Regions from separate parts of the Mus musculus genome. Here regions 1, 2, 4 and 5 are each linked to region 3. A link is a contact called in public HiChIP or PLAC-seq and promoter capture Hi-C data. All regions are on one chromosome and are shown on one strand. Each heading gives the region's core, a stretch centred on a gene start, on an enhancer-like site or on the middle of the called end of the contact. The rest is flanking DNA. Distances are from core to core; before and after follow the strand shown.

What was found. Promoter capture Hi-C pulls out the DNA fragments that hold promoters and counts their contacts. HiChIP or PLAC-seq counts read pairs in DNA pulled down with a chosen protein or histone mark.
Region 1: a promoter capture Hi-C map of liver shows a contact between it and region 3, with 2.4 times the contacts expected there. The contact joins the enhancer-like site here to the promoter of Cd180 in region 3. A contact is called at or near these places in 6 of 39 promoter capture datasets (the 3T3-L1 cell line, the C10 cell line, hippocampal neurons and 3 more), 3 of 115 datasets of contacts at active chromatin or transcription factors (bone marrow-derived dendritic cells, bone marrow-derived macrophages and microglia) and 1 of 9 other capture datasets (adipose tissue).
Region 2: an H3K4me3 HiChIP or PLAC-seq map of bone marrow-derived macrophages shows a contact between it and region 3, with 4 times the contacts expected there. The contact joins the enhancer-like site here to the promoter of Cd180 in region 3. A contact is called at or near these places in 5 of 39 promoter capture datasets (3T3-L1-derived adipocytes, cranial neural crest, frontonasal cranial neural crest and 2 more), 2 of 115 datasets of contacts at active chromatin or transcription factors (bone marrow-derived dendritic cells and bone marrow-derived macrophages) and 2 of 9 other capture datasets (adipose tissue and liver).
Region 4: an H3K4me3 HiChIP or PLAC-seq map of bone marrow-derived macrophages shows a contact between it and region 3, with 8 times the contacts expected there. The contact joins the enhancer-like site here to the promoter of Cd180 in region 3. A contact is called at or near these places in 10 of 39 promoter capture datasets (the C10 cell line, the HPC-7 cell line, cranial neural crest and 6 more), 1 of 484 Hi-C or Micro-C datasets (bone marrow-derived macrophages), 6 of 115 datasets of contacts at active chromatin or transcription factors (bone marrow-derived dendritic cells, bone marrow-derived macrophages, embryonic stem cells and 1 more) and 1 of 9 other capture datasets (liver).
Region 5: a contact with region 3 is called in an H3K27ac HiChIP or PLAC-seq map of microglia, with 7 times the contacts expected there. The contact joins the enhancer-like site here to the promoter of Cd180 in region 3. A contact is called at or near these places in 2 of 39 promoter capture datasets (hematopoietic stem and progenitor cells and liver) and 5 of 115 datasets of contacts at active chromatin or transcription factors (bone marrow-derived macrophages, embryonic stem cells, microglia and 1 more).

The regions. Positions count from the first base shown.
Region 1 is chr13:101,913,569-101,916,268 of GRCm38.p6, reverse strand. No RefSeq gene overlaps it. Among named protein-coding and RNA genes, the nearest start is that of Gm41044, 99 kb to the left of the region's middle. Within about 2 kb of position 1,363, at least 50 of the 459 cell types and tissues checked have an H3K27ac peak or open chromatin away from gene starts, as enhancers often do. A contact at or near this core is called in adipose tissue, bone marrow-derived dendritic cells, bone marrow-derived macrophages and 1 more, where this site is marked.
Region 2 is chr13:101,842,974-101,845,673 of GRCm38.p6, reverse strand. No RefSeq gene overlaps it. Among named protein-coding and RNA genes, the nearest start is that of Pik3r1, 76 kb to the right of the region's middle. Within about 2 kb of position 1,428, at least 13 of the 459 cell types and tissues checked have an H3K27ac peak or open chromatin away from gene starts, as enhancers often do. A contact at or near this core is called in bone marrow-derived dendritic cells and bone marrow-derived macrophages, where this site is marked.
Region 3 is chr13:102,692,230-102,694,929 of GRCm38.p6, reverse strand. Cd180 (CD180 antigen) reads right to left here and starts at 1,372. Exons shown (of 3, transcript NM_008533.2): 1 at 1,141-1,372. The coding sequence starts at 1,230.
Region 4 is chr13:101,735,447-101,738,146 of GRCm38.p6, reverse strand. All of the region lies in intron 2 of Pik3r1 (phosphoinositide-3-kinase regulatory subunit 1), which reads left to right. Among named protein-coding and RNA genes, the nearest start is that of Pik3r1, 31 kb to the left of the region's middle. Within about 2 kb of position 1,311, at least 65 of the 459 cell types and tissues checked have an H3K27ac peak or open chromatin away from gene starts, as enhancers often do. A contact at or near this core is called in the HPC-7 cell line, bone marrow-derived dendritic cells, bone marrow-derived macrophages and 3 more, where this site is marked.
Region 5 is chr13:101,795,810-101,798,543 of GRCm38.p6, reverse strand. No RefSeq gene overlaps it. Among named protein-coding and RNA genes, the nearest start is that of Pik3r1, 29 kb to the right of the region's middle. Within about 2 kb of position 1,398, at least 29 of the 459 cell types and tissues checked have an H3K27ac peak or open chromatin away from gene starts, as enhancers often do. A contact at or near this core is called in microglia, where this site is marked.

The sequences.
Region 1 (2,700 bases), core at 114-2,613, 780 kb after region 3:
GGGAAGGTGGCCACAGACATGACCTATGTGCCTTTCTATTCGTTCATCTCTCTTCCTTCCTTTGGGGATCTTTTTTCTTTACCCCTTGCCTGTTTTCTATTTATAGGCATAACATATTTGAGCGCGATGACCAGATGACTAGAAATAGCCTAGGTCATTTGTTCTGTTAGCAAAGTTAGCTCCTCCCTTTCTTCAACTAATCTATGATTGTGTTTCTCGCACTTAATAATGGGTGTGAATTGAAAATGTGATACCAGATAAAGAAAAGAAAAACTAAAGTCTCCTTTTCCAGAGCCTATCACCACGAGAGCATGGGCTCTGACATTTCTGTTCTTTTCTTTTTGTTTCTCACACGCATGAGAGATTCCAGGAAAGCTTTCTTTTCTTTTCTTTCTTTTTTCAGCCTTTTTTTCTTCAAACTAAGTAGCGTTGGTACCCTGAGCCAGAGAGTGCAGTGGCTGGTGAGCGAGTGTTGACTTGTCTAAGCAAAGCACTGCTCAGAGCATTAGGAAAGGGAAATCCAGGGACTGGGAGCAGATTGTGGCAATTCCCACACACTTTGTCTCACTCTCTTCTAGCTGGGTATGCGTGGCTAAAGTCACGTTGCAGCCTCGCCTTGCAAGGAGGGAAACAATAAGCTAACAGGCTTCCAGCATAGACTTCTCACATTGGCCTCCAGAAGTTAAAATGAGTACAAGGCAGACTTCCAATCCCTAAAGAGGTTGTTGTGTATGTAAACACACACACATACTCCACACACACACTGTACATACCACACATATACATATATATGCACACACAGAGACATACAGACACACACTCCACATACCACACACAACACACTATACACACACCACACACACACACACACACACACACACACACACTACACCATACACACACATACACACATACCATACATACTTTATACATTACACACCACATACACACATGCACACATCACATACACACCACACACATACCAACCACATACACCAGCCCTAAAATAAAACATCTACTGAATACAACTTCCAACTGGGGCACAGATCTGAACAAAAAACACATTTCCTCACAACTTTGTTGCCTGGGAGTGTCTTTCTGGACCCCCTCTGTACACCACTTCTATACACACCTTCAAGATACCAAGCACTCCTGAACACTGCCTTTCTTGACCCTGGATACCAAAGAGACGTTCTGCCTTTGTAAAAGGCCACCCCTGAATAGTCTTGCTAATGTATACCTTATCTGTGGAGACAGAGATAAGAAGGCCCAATCAATAGCAGCCTGTGTATAGAACAAAGCTTTGGCTTAAATACTAAGGCTAAGAGCAACTTGGACGAAATAGGGAACTGGGCTTAGGCCAAAGTCTGGAGCTGCTGCTGGTGCAAAGAGGGCGGTTTTTTGTGTGGTAGATTTACAGCATGCAGCATAGACCATCAGCCCTCCTGACTGCCCTTAAGAGAGTTAGACATCCCGATTTGCATTCCCCACATGGCTCTTAGAAGCATCCTGAAGCTTGGCCACAAGCCAACAAGACTTGGAACGCCAAGATTCAAGATACCATTTTTTTTTTCTGGTTCACAGTATTTCTAAATATGAACTCTCCTTCTAAGCAAGGAGAATTTAATTTTTTTTCTAAGCAACAAAATTTTTATAGAGATCAAGGTAAGGAAAGCTACTGTTTTTGTCTGGTTCTCTTCAGCTGGGGTCTGGGTCCTCTTCCCATCACACTGGCCACGTAGGGCATAATAGGGCTTATATACTGGGTTTAGTATACAGATAGGTTCTCAGATCTGCATGGTTTATTGTCCTAATTTCTTTTTCTGTTGCTGTGTAAAATAAAGACAACTTAAGAGAGAATGGACTTGTTCTGGTCCAGAGTTCAGGTTAAGGTCCACTCTGGCAGAAAAGTCACAGTGGCAGGAACTGAAAGGAGCTGGTTACGTCATATTCGGAGACAGAATGAACGGGCAACAGACACCAGCATGTTGGTGCTCTCCTTCATTTCTCTGTTTTAAACATGTCAAGGCTTGGTCCTGCCCACCATCATGAATCAGGACAGTCCTTCACAGACATGCCTTAAGACCTATCTCCTGGGTGACTCTAGAGTCTGTCAAGGTGACAAATAACACTAATCGTCACATCTAGAGCAGTCGTTCTCACCATTCCTAACCCTGTGGCCCTTTCATGTTGTGGGACACCTCCCCCCCCCCTGCCCCCAGCCATAAAATTACTTTCATTGCTACTTCATAACTGTAATTTTGCTACTGATATGAGTCATAGTGTAAGTATCTGTGTTTTCTGATGGTCTTAGGCAACCCCCTGTAAAAGGGTTGTTCAACCTCCGCAAAGAAGGTCACAACTCACAGGTTGAGAATTGCTAGCCTGGAGGTACAACTGAGTCACAGAAGGTGCTCACTCTCTTTCCTGTTCATCTTGTGGGCCCTGGAATTTAGGGGGAGCTAGACTCACAGAAGGAGGTTTTTGCTTGCTGCTTTGCTTTGCTTTGCTTTGGAAAACAAGATTTTAGATTGTGGGGGTTATTTGTTTGTGGTTGTTTGTTTTTGCCAATTGGAAACAAACAAAAACTACCATGGGAGTGACACCAGTGAGCTCCCAGTCATCAGACTTTGTATTTTCAAAAGGGTGTTTGTCCTGTTGACCCAGTCTCTTCAATTGGTCATATGGTCGATACTGACA
Region 2 (2,700 bases), core at 179-2,678, 850 kb after region 3:
ACACACAACATCAGCTTGAGACCTCTATACAAGCATTTTTGTGCACTTAAACATACAGGTATATAGTAGACACACACACACACACACACACACACACACACACACACACGACAGACAGAGTAGCTCTTCAATATCTAAAGCTATAGCAAAACATAGGTTTGCATGACTCTCAACCTAGATCCTATCTGAAGAAGCATATAAAATAAAAATCTGATTTTTGTTCATCATTAAAATAGTCCACATGAAATATTATCTCTATGCTTTAGACAGAAACCATGCCTTTAAAAAAAAAAGTTCAGAGTGGCATGAGGAAGGCTGTGTAAGAACAGTTAATCCTGGGTAAAATACTTCTGACAGAACACCTCGGGGTCAATGCTTCCTTAATCCTTCGCTGCCAACACTCACTCTGATTGTGAATAGTAGATTAGTGTTCTGTGTTGAAGGTCTCTACACAGCTCTGTGGCTGAAGGCTGTCCTTGACTTGGCATGATCTGAACTTTAAGAGCAAAGAAAAGCAGTGGGTATCTGTTTAAAAAGAAAAAAAAAACTTTAAAAAGTGATTCCCACACTCCACATGTCCCGGGACAGGGATATTGGCAAAGCCATATTAGAAGCGTTAGCTCAGTGAAGCTCTGTGCGTATAAGTTGCAACAAAAGAACTTTCACAGCAGCAGGAAGATATTCATCATGTTATATAAGTGGCATTATAAAACAGATAAAACACATAGTCCAAAAAAGCAATAAGCAAGTCTTCTGGAACTAAGTTGATGCTGGAAAACTCCAGATTATAAATCATGTTTACACAAGACTAAGCTTGAAAGAAGTTAAACTGTTCTGAGAAGAGAAACATATTAAACTGTGCATTCCATCATGGACAAACGGGAATGGAGATCTTTGGATTATGGATTTGGCTACCCATGAATACATCAAGTGATTCGAAAATGGTACATGATCCTCCTCTGTGCAAACACTTTTGTAAACCATGGTCAGAGTTTAGTTCCATGAGTCAGAGCCACTGCTTGCATTTCTGTCCCAAGTGATAAGCTGCCCCTTGGGCTGTGCCCAAGGATAGAAACCACCCAGCCAAGACTCCCAGGGGCCAAGCACTTAGTACAATGGTCCTGGGATAAGTAGAAAGCAGTGATGTCACAGCCTTGTCATAAGGAGAATCTTCCAGCTGTGTTACTGAGAAGAAGAAATTTAGGGGCTGACTTTATGAGATGAGCCAGAATGTAGGACTTTTGTGTAAAAAAAAATTGTATTTTTAACATACTGAGCTAACTCAAATGTATGAAAACACTACATACAGAAAGAAATCAGAGCAAATCTCCTAGGTATAATTGGAGTTGGTCCTATCAGGATACGATTCCTTCTTTGACCTCTAACACATGATTGTGAATAATGTTCCTCTTATGATGAAGGAAGTGAGAGTAAACTTCAGAATCTTCCCTGAGGAGGCAACTCTGCTATTATCAGCTCTCCCAACCATGGGTCATGCAATAGAGTGAGTGGTGACCCCTGTCCTGCCAAAGATATGTCTATATTCTATTCTGTGGAACCTGTAAATGGCACCTTATGTTGAAAATGATCTGGATGTAATTAAATCAGAGACTTTTGTATGAGATCACCCTGGATTACCTAGGTAGGCCTTCCATTTAACAACCTTATAGAGGACAAACAGAAGTTGGACTGAAGAATATTGGAACAGCTGGAGACTGGGCAAAGAATGGTTACAGGATCTCAAGCCATAATACACCCCAAAGTACCAGAAGCTAAAGAAAACAAAGGGCAGAATTCTTCCTAGAGCCTTCAGAGGGTACATAGCCCTGAGGATACTGTCACTTTGTCCTTCTGGTTTTCAAAACTGTGATGATAAATGTGACCTTATTGTTATGAGTCACCAAATTCGAGGTAATATTTTTATGGCTGCTACAGGAGCTATCATAGGTCAACATCATGTCTCTTCACAGGGTTTCTGTAAGCAACTTCCCACCACCTGATACACAGATGCACCCCCTTTATTAAAAATTATACCCCAAACTACAAAACAGCTTCTCCACTTAAACTGGAGTCTTCATGTCATCAAAATTAAATAAAATATTCATGTAGCCCAAGAGAACCAATAATCTACAGAGAATAATGTCTTCAGTGGAGAATTACATTGAAAACCAAGCATACCTTGGCTGCTAGGGTTCTGCACTAGAAAGACAACTCAGATAGGAACGAGACCATCTCTGAAGTCTGAAAGAATTGTTATTTCTTTCTTTCTTCTACTCCAAATGTCAAGACCATCATCAAGACTTTTCTAATGGAATCAGAGGCTATTGAGGCCATAGCCTGATGTACCATATGTTTGTTTAGCAAATCGTATAGGTCCAGAATTCACCTCTCCTTTAAGTTCCTATGGGTCTCTCTAATTTCTTTTTTTTAATATGATTATCTCTCAAGGAACTTGCTTTTAAATAGAGGAGGAGGGATGGAACAAGAGTCATTGGCTCAGATGATGAATGTTAGAGATAAGCACACAGTGTTGCTTTTGTTGTCTTTATTGTTGTGTTGTTTGTGGAGCTACAGATCAAACCCATGGCTCTCAGCATGCTAGACAAGTACTCTAAGCCATTTCCCCAGCCCCGCAGGTCTATAGAATGAACAAAAAGTATTGGTTGTCCAGTAAATGCTGTTCTAGAGCTAACTACTCTG
Region 3 (2,700 bases), core at 123-2,622:
TGCCACTGATTCTAACTCCGAGGACACCATGCCTCAAGTGACTATAACTGGAGAGAAGGCCTTTCAAGATATGATTACAGTAAAATGAGGAATGCTGGGTAGGTCCTGAGCCAGCATGACTAATGTCCCAATAAGAGAAAATGAGACACACTTAAGCATGGGGAGAGACACAAGAGGACAACCAACGATAAGCCAAGGGAAAGTCCTCAGAGGAAAACAACCTTGCTGTTACCTCCATCCTGGATCTCCAGCCTCCAGAAACGACAAACAATACATTCCTACTGTGTAAAATCCCTCACTCTGAAGCTCTGCTTCTGGAAACCCAAAGAAACTAATATAACATCCCTGCCTTGGATTTCCCTGGTATCCTATTTCTGCTCAGTCTGGGAGCATCCCGAGTCTACCCAAATCCAAGGCTAACAAGCTTCTGTTTATTTCTGCTCCAGACTTTATTCCAGTCCTGGCTTTGGGTTCAATTTATACCCTTGACTTCTAGCTATCCCTGGCCTACATTCTCCTTTTGGTCTCCAAGTAGGAAAGCGGCTAACCGAGCCATCAAGGCTCACAGTCTTTTCTGTCTTCGCCATTTGTCAAGCAGGCCCACGTGGACTGGCTACTGGCCAGGGTCAAGGACAGTGGTAGGGAGGTTTAAGATGGCAAAAGATCGAGGCCATTCTCTCTCTCTCCATTCTCTTCATGGTTTCCCATGCATTGATAAATATTGTTACAGTTTAAACCAGAAGGTTTGAGTTGCCTCGGGTCTCAGATTTACTCTGGTTGGTTAGTCCTACAGATGGAAGGGTTTGTCTAATTGGAGGAGAAGATCAATCTGTATTCACAATGATCCTTATAAATTTTCTGAATCTTGGCATGAGCCTGTCTTTACTAGCCCTTCTCAAGACAGCTAAGAAACCAAAGGGTTCTGTGGGGAGTGACCATGTCCTAGGACAGTGGACAAACAGCTTTAGGCATCAGGATTGAGGGGATCTGCTCTTTGCACCAAACCCCTGATGATATCTCCCGTTGTCCTTTTCAGGACAGTAGAGACTGCGAGCCAAAGCTCAGATGAATCTGTATACGATATCTCAAGTTTTTCAGCAAGTGTCAGCAGCTGGGTAGAGACAAATAGTTTGGACTCACCTCAATGCACTTCTGATCTGAGGATGTGGTGGCTCGGCAACTGGCCAAGAAGAGGGCCACTAAAAAGAAGCAGCTGATGTCCGGAGCCATCCCAGGTCCAGAGCAAGCCCAGCTGCGTAGGATTATCTAATGCTCAGAGCCAAGCAATCTAATCACACTCTAATAGCCCTGGCAATTTGGCAGGCAATGAAGTGCTCAGAAGGTCGATCTTAGAACCGAAATGCTGGGAGCTGCTCAGCATTTGTGGATCTGTCATGCAAAAGGAAAAAAAAAAAAAAAAAAAAAAAAGGGGAAGTTCTTTTTGCATACCAACCATCTTGGCCAAAAATAACTAAGAGCCCTACCCCATGATGGCCTACTGCATTTCCTGTCAAACACACGGATGAGTTGTGCAGCTCTCTAGAATCTCACTACGATGCTTCCCACTGCGTTGAAGCCAGTTTCAAGGGGTTTGGGCCACTTAGCCAATTTCTAGTCTCTATCCTTGTGAGAGTCTGTGGATGTAGGAATTTGCTGCACTCACAATGGACACCACTTCTTCTAGCTGTCCCTGTGAGTGGTTAGGAGAAGGGTAGAGCAGGGCAGAGTGCTTTCCTGCAGCAAACCTGAGGGCTTTGACACTGGGGACTGGGGCAGAAGGAGATAGGCCCAACGGTCCTGCTAGCTGAGTGAACCTCATCTGCTTCCTGGACCACTGCTGTTCTTTCTGTGGACAGATTACTTTCTCTCTCACCCTAGTGACTTAGGACTGTTAAAATGGCTCAGGTGAAAGCCCCTTGTCTGGTTTCACAAAAGGCTCAAAGTTAAACAAGACAGCTGGAGCAGAAATAAGTATATCAGCTTGGGGTCCCTTTTGCCTTAGAAATAGCTTTGACATTGAATAAGTCAGTTGTTAGAGTGATTTCTTAGCATGCATTAAACTTCCAAGTTTGATCCCCAGCATCCCATACAACAAACAGTCATGGGCATACCCACCAGAAATTCAGCATTCCGGAGATAGAGGCAGGAAGATAGGTCACTCAAGGTCAGAGGGAGTTTGAGGCCAGCCCAGGTTACAGGAAATCCTTTCTAGGGGGTGAGGGGAGAAAAAAGCAATAGGGGCAGTAATTATTTGGAAGATCAAGGAGTGGCAGGGAGAGAAAAAGATCAAGCATTTACCCAGTGAACTTAGCTACCACAGGTCTTTTCTGACCTTGAACCGGTTGATATATGGGGGATAGCTGGTGTTGCCTTCTAAAACAATTGAATAGACTTGAATAGTAGACAGGACAAGGGATGTTCACTCCTCTCTTTCAGCAGAGGCTGAACAGGGGCAGGAAAAGCTTCTCCTTTGGGCTTCGTTAGGGATGTTCTCAGTAACGAGGCGTTCCATAAAATGCCATCCTCACCAACAAGCATACCTCTGAAGATGCTATTTGCAAAACATGATCTAAGCCAATAAAGGTGCATGGCAGGGCACTTTACCTCACAGAAGGCACCCCTCACAGTGAGGAACCAAAGGGGCTAAGCCTCAGGTCCACTGCTGGCCATCTGAGTGACCTCCAAAAAAGACACCACAGT
Region 4 (2,700 bases), core at 62-2,561, 960 kb after region 3:
AAATTTTTTTCTAATTGCATATTTTATTTTACGTCAAGTAATAAATTAAATTTTTGTGGGTACCAAAAAGACGTTTTAGCTTTAACCACAATCATAACTCATGCTAAATATATTAATGTTGTGTTGATTAGCTGGCTAACTGTTTCTGGAGAGTTAACTGGTGAGACCTATTGTTGTTGATGTTTTTCGTTTTCCAGTAATAGTGGCAGAGCAATCAGTGTCCTTTCTGGAGAAAGGTTCTCGTTTGAGTTGCTCTGATCAATACAGGTGACTAGAAGCAGAGGTAAAGAGCAGCGCTTACTTCTGCTGTGTTCTCTTTAAAACTCTGTCAGATGCTGTTGTTGCGTTGCCCCTCCCGTGGGTTTGACAGAGTTTCTGGGAAATCCACAGAGGCAACTCTCTCAGCCTCTTACGAAAAGGGGCAGAATGGAAGGGGGAACTCACTCACAGTTCCTGTCGGGATTAAACCGGGCATCCAAGTGGCGCGCCTCAGGTTGACTCTCAGACCTAGCTGCTGTCTCTGGGATGGAAGATCCCATCTCAACATCCTCCATGTATAGCACAGAACAATCCTTGTTACCCATCTCGTTTTCTCGCCAAAGAGAATCTGTAGAACAAAGCAATTTAGACTACTCAAGTACATTGGCCATTCCCAGTTGTCTTTGACAGTTCTTAATTAGAGTAAAAACGGACACAGTCAGCAGTAGGAACAGTTTTTCGGGACATTTGGGAATTTGTACAAATATACTTTAGAGGAAAAAAAAAAAAAAAGAAAGACAAACTGTTTGGCTTCTGCATCATTTATTATGTGTGCGCCCTTGAATCTGGTGTAAAGTGCCTGGGATGAAGATTGGTTTCTGCTATTGTACAGCCAAAGGGGTAGCCATTGCACTATGGTCTCAGTTACATGGTGAACTTGTAAATAAGTCAGGCATTAAAAACTTCCAGTGGCATCCTTGGCTGAGAGTCCGTCTTAGTCACTGTGAAGTATTTGCTGCATGACCTAAAGATGGTACCATAACATACATAGCCTTGGCTTTCTCATCTGTAAAATGGGATCGATGGCCAGGAATGAGCTGTGTGGGAGCTCTCTCAGACACACCTCCACTCCCAGAAGACCCCAGGACCTAAGGCTCATTGATGATAATTCTCAAAACAGAAAGGACACATTGAACACACACACACACACACACACACACACACACACACACTCAGTGTTTCTTAGACTTAAGTGATATGTTTGAACCTGACGAAAATGAAAGGAATTGAGATTGCCCGGCCACAGGAAATAGAGGCCAAGGGCCAAGTTAAACAGCTGAAACCACGCACAAAGCAGGAGATCATGGGAGATAGCAAACGCTTCGACGCTCTCTTTGTCGGTGTTTGAGGGAGAAATGACAGCAGAATTGTCATGTTTAGACCAGCTGCCTCTTCTACCTCACCTGAGAGTTCTCCTCCTCGTCCGTGGAAGGCAGACAGGACCAGCTGTGTTCTGTGGCAAAATGCGTTTTTCTCCACAGCTCGGTGCTTTCCCAGGCGCAGGCACCCTGGAACCTGGAATGGTTTCGTTTCTTAGCACAGAGTTTTCATTTAACATGGAACATTGTTGCTTGAATGATGCTCATTAGGAGTCTCTACTCATGTTTTCCTTTGCCTGCTTCAATAGTATCTAGTTCTGTTTTCTGTTTGTTTCTTGTTTTGTTTTCCAAGACTGTTCTTCTTTAGTCCTAGGAGACTAATACTTTACACACACACACACACACACACACCCAAGCTGACCTCTAAACTCATGATAATCCTCCTGCCTCAGCTTCTCTAGAGCTAGAATTATAAGTATAGGCAATCAGGCCCAACTGTTTGTGCCACTTAGGTATAAACCATTCCAGGGTCATGGATCTGTTAGGCAGAGTTTAGTTGACTCCATACTGTATCTTCAGAGGGCATAGTACTGGCAAAACCATACCCAGAGCTGCAGTTCACTTCTGCTTTGTCCATTTAGTGTGTCCATTTCCTCTTTGAGGAAAACCTTTGGTTTTTCAGAACTCCATTTTCCTTTACAAAGTCAGAGTTGCAATAGCAAAATAACTTAAAAATATTTTGTTTTCTTGCTCACTAATTCATTATGAAATAGCTCAATGCTTAAAAGGAAAAAAAGAAAAAATGTGCTGGGTCTTGGTGGGAGGGAGGACATGCCTGCCTGCCTGCTCTGAATCTGATTCTCCTGCCCAATAGAGGTTGCCATCTATTGGCCAAAGAGAGAAATAAAATGAAAAGTTCGGCCCACGCTCCAGGTGGTGCGATGGTCACGGAGAGGTTCTTTTGGTAAAGTTCTTGGCTAAAATATATGAAAATGCATGATTCTTTAGGAACCTTAAGCCCAGGATCATTGGCCGTAGCCGGTCTCTGTAAGTCATGATAGGTATTTAAGAAGTGGCTACATAGCTCTTTTAAATGCATATTTCTTGAGACCACCAGAATTCCATTTTAATGAAATATTAAATGGAGTTTTAATTAGACAAATTGATGGCTGATTTTGTAACTCTGTGGTTGGTTTGGGCTTTCTTTCATTCCAGCCTTTGGAATCTGGTATTTCCTGCCCAGCTGACATGAGACAGGCTCTGTAGAACGGGCAACTGGTGGCTCTTGGTGCTGGGATCTGGTTAATTTGACCATGTGCACTATTTAGAGGTTTAAGTAGTG
Region 5 (2,734 bases), core at 149-2,648, 900 kb after region 3:
TGTGCATTTCTGGTTTGAAGAACTTTAAACCATGTTTCAAAGTTACATTTTTAAGTTTTAGAGCATGGCATAATTCTATGTTTGGAAATTTTAGGACAGCTGAATGATTTTCTATCTGTATGTATCTATCTAATCTATATTTATCATTTCTGGAGTGGGCTGTACACATAAAAAAATCTCGTGATAATGTGTTACCATTATATCTTTAATTCTTGGTTCTTGTAAGAATAATGTTGGTGAAGACATCACTATAGTCACTGTTAATACATAATTAATTACCCCCAAACCAGCAGCTTAGGCCTGTGCTTTCATTTTTGTTCTCAGCTTTATGGTTGAGAATCTAAAAAGGTCTCCGTAGGCAGGTCTCTCCCAGGACCTCGCCTACAGGTACAGTCAATGGTACCTGGGCTCCTGCCCCAGATGAGGCATGCACTGGCTGCTTGGAGTCCCTACTGATGGTCTCTTTGTTGTTGACTCCAGCATAGTGTTGAAGAGCAGCCAGATGTCCTGTGTGGCGGGTAACCTTACTTGGAATATGCAGGAGAGTAAGGCAGGACTTTCACTCTCAGTTGCCCCTGCCAGGGGCACCTCCCAGTGGGAAGAGGAAGGGGGTCTTTGAAGGCATGTTTTGAAGCTGTGGTGGGTTTCCTTTTGTTGTGTCCTTTAAGAAGAACAATTTGGTGCTTAGTTTCTTAAACTAGACTACAGATCATCTTCAAGACCCCACACGTTTGGGAGTTCGTTTTATGCTTCTAGAACTTAGTACGGGGCTGTTGTGTACCAAGTGCTACAAAACAGAATCAAAGGCCTACAGTCAAAAAAAAATCCCACCCTTCAAAGCAAACAGTCAGGTTTATTGTGCTGATAAAACCACCCTAGAGAGATAACCAGGATACCTTAGGTTGTTTGAGTCTGAGCCAGTCATCTAATTCAGCTCTTCTTCTTTTCCCTCCAATGACACAGTTGCAGGTTAAGCTGTACAGCCAAGTAGCAAAGACAGGACCATTGGTGCCCAAGGTCTAGTCATTGTTTCTGGTCCACCTGAAAGCTCTGTTTTATCAGTTATTGTTTGAGAGTTTGGTTTTATTGAAACTCAGAGAGACTCCAGTGGCTTAGATCATTCTTATACACAAGAATGGGGCAAGACTTTCTGTCAATCTGCTGAGTGCAGCAGGAGCCTTTCCCTCTCTCTCTCTGACCTTTCTGTCTATTCTAGGAAGATAAAGAAAAGTCCCAGAGGCCTCCCCAGGAGGCCCTGGGGCTCTGCATTGATCTCTGCAGTCTTGAAAAAAACTAACTTCCTGGCCGTTTCTTCTTGTTTCTCAGGAGAATCTTGTGGCCTATCTGTCTGGGACCAAGCAGAGTCTGAAAGGCTTCCTGTGACTTCTACACAGGCTGTGAGGAAGTAGAGATGTCACAGAATGTTCCAGGAACGTTAGACTATGTTTCAGGCAGTGCCTATGACTTGGGACCGTGATGTAAGTCATCATCTTGGCCTTTCGGTATGAGACAAGCAGCGAGCCCAGTAGCCACCTTTGTATCACGGAGATGCAGGTTTGCAAAGAAGAATGGAACTGTTAAAGAGCCTTCCTAGTGGCTACCAGGAGGGTAGGAGCAATGCTTTCTGGCTTAAGGTTTGTCTAGCTTTCCTGAGCAGAAGGCTTTTACTTCTGCATGTACTGTGGCTGTAATTAAGTGATTCACATTCACAATGCTCAGTATTTATCTAAAATACTCTAAGTCCTCATTAGGAGGGGGGAAATTCATTAACATTTGGCTTCCTGAACTTACTAATGTGGTACATCCCTCTCTAAGCTCCTTTTAACACTAGGGTTCTCCAGAGAAACGGAATAGTGTGTGTGTGTGTGTGTGTGTGTGTGTGTGTGTGTGTGTGTGTGTGAAGATGCAAAGAGATTTGCTGCAAGGAATTGCTAGTATTGTTATGAAAAGCTGACAAAGCTCAATGAGCAGCATACTAGAACCTTAGGAAAGCAGGGGTCACCAAGCTGGGTCCCAATGACTTGGCTTAACCAGAAGCCAGCTGGAGTAGCTCTAGGCAAATGCCAGTAAGACCAGAGATCCAGGGTAACCTGAAGACGAGAAACAAGGCAAAGCAATGCTTCAGCTCTAGGTACCCAGAGGGAAGGAACCATCTTTCCTGTAGTAGCCAACCTCTATGTTCTAAGCTTCTGCAATCTGCCTGAGTCTCACTCATGTTAGAGAGAACGATGTATTACCACGTCTACTAATTCAAGTATTAATTTCATCCACAAACACCCTCATACTCAAAATATGTTTGGCTGGATATCTGGGAAATCTCTTACACAGTTACTTTTGATACAATTAGCCATCACACTTACGGTGATGGGGTCACACACTACAGAGGACTAATCAGATAGAAATCTCAGATAAATCTCCATGATTGTAACAGAAATGTCTCTCTACTTACTCTGATCTGGTACTCATGTATATGTAAAGTTTTTCCTGTTTGCTGTGCGCCCACAGCATTTCTATTTAGGGCCTGTAACTATATGGGGCAGCCCATGTATGTTTGATCTTTACTGTCATCTTGAATGCATTCAGAATAATTAGGAGACACATTGGCAGTGTGTCTGTGGGACAGTCCCAAGATATTTAAATGAGGAGGGAAGAACCACTCCAATTGTGCACTATGCCACCCCAGGGGCTGCAGTCCCAGACAATGTAGCACCCACTCTTCTGACTCTGATGCTGG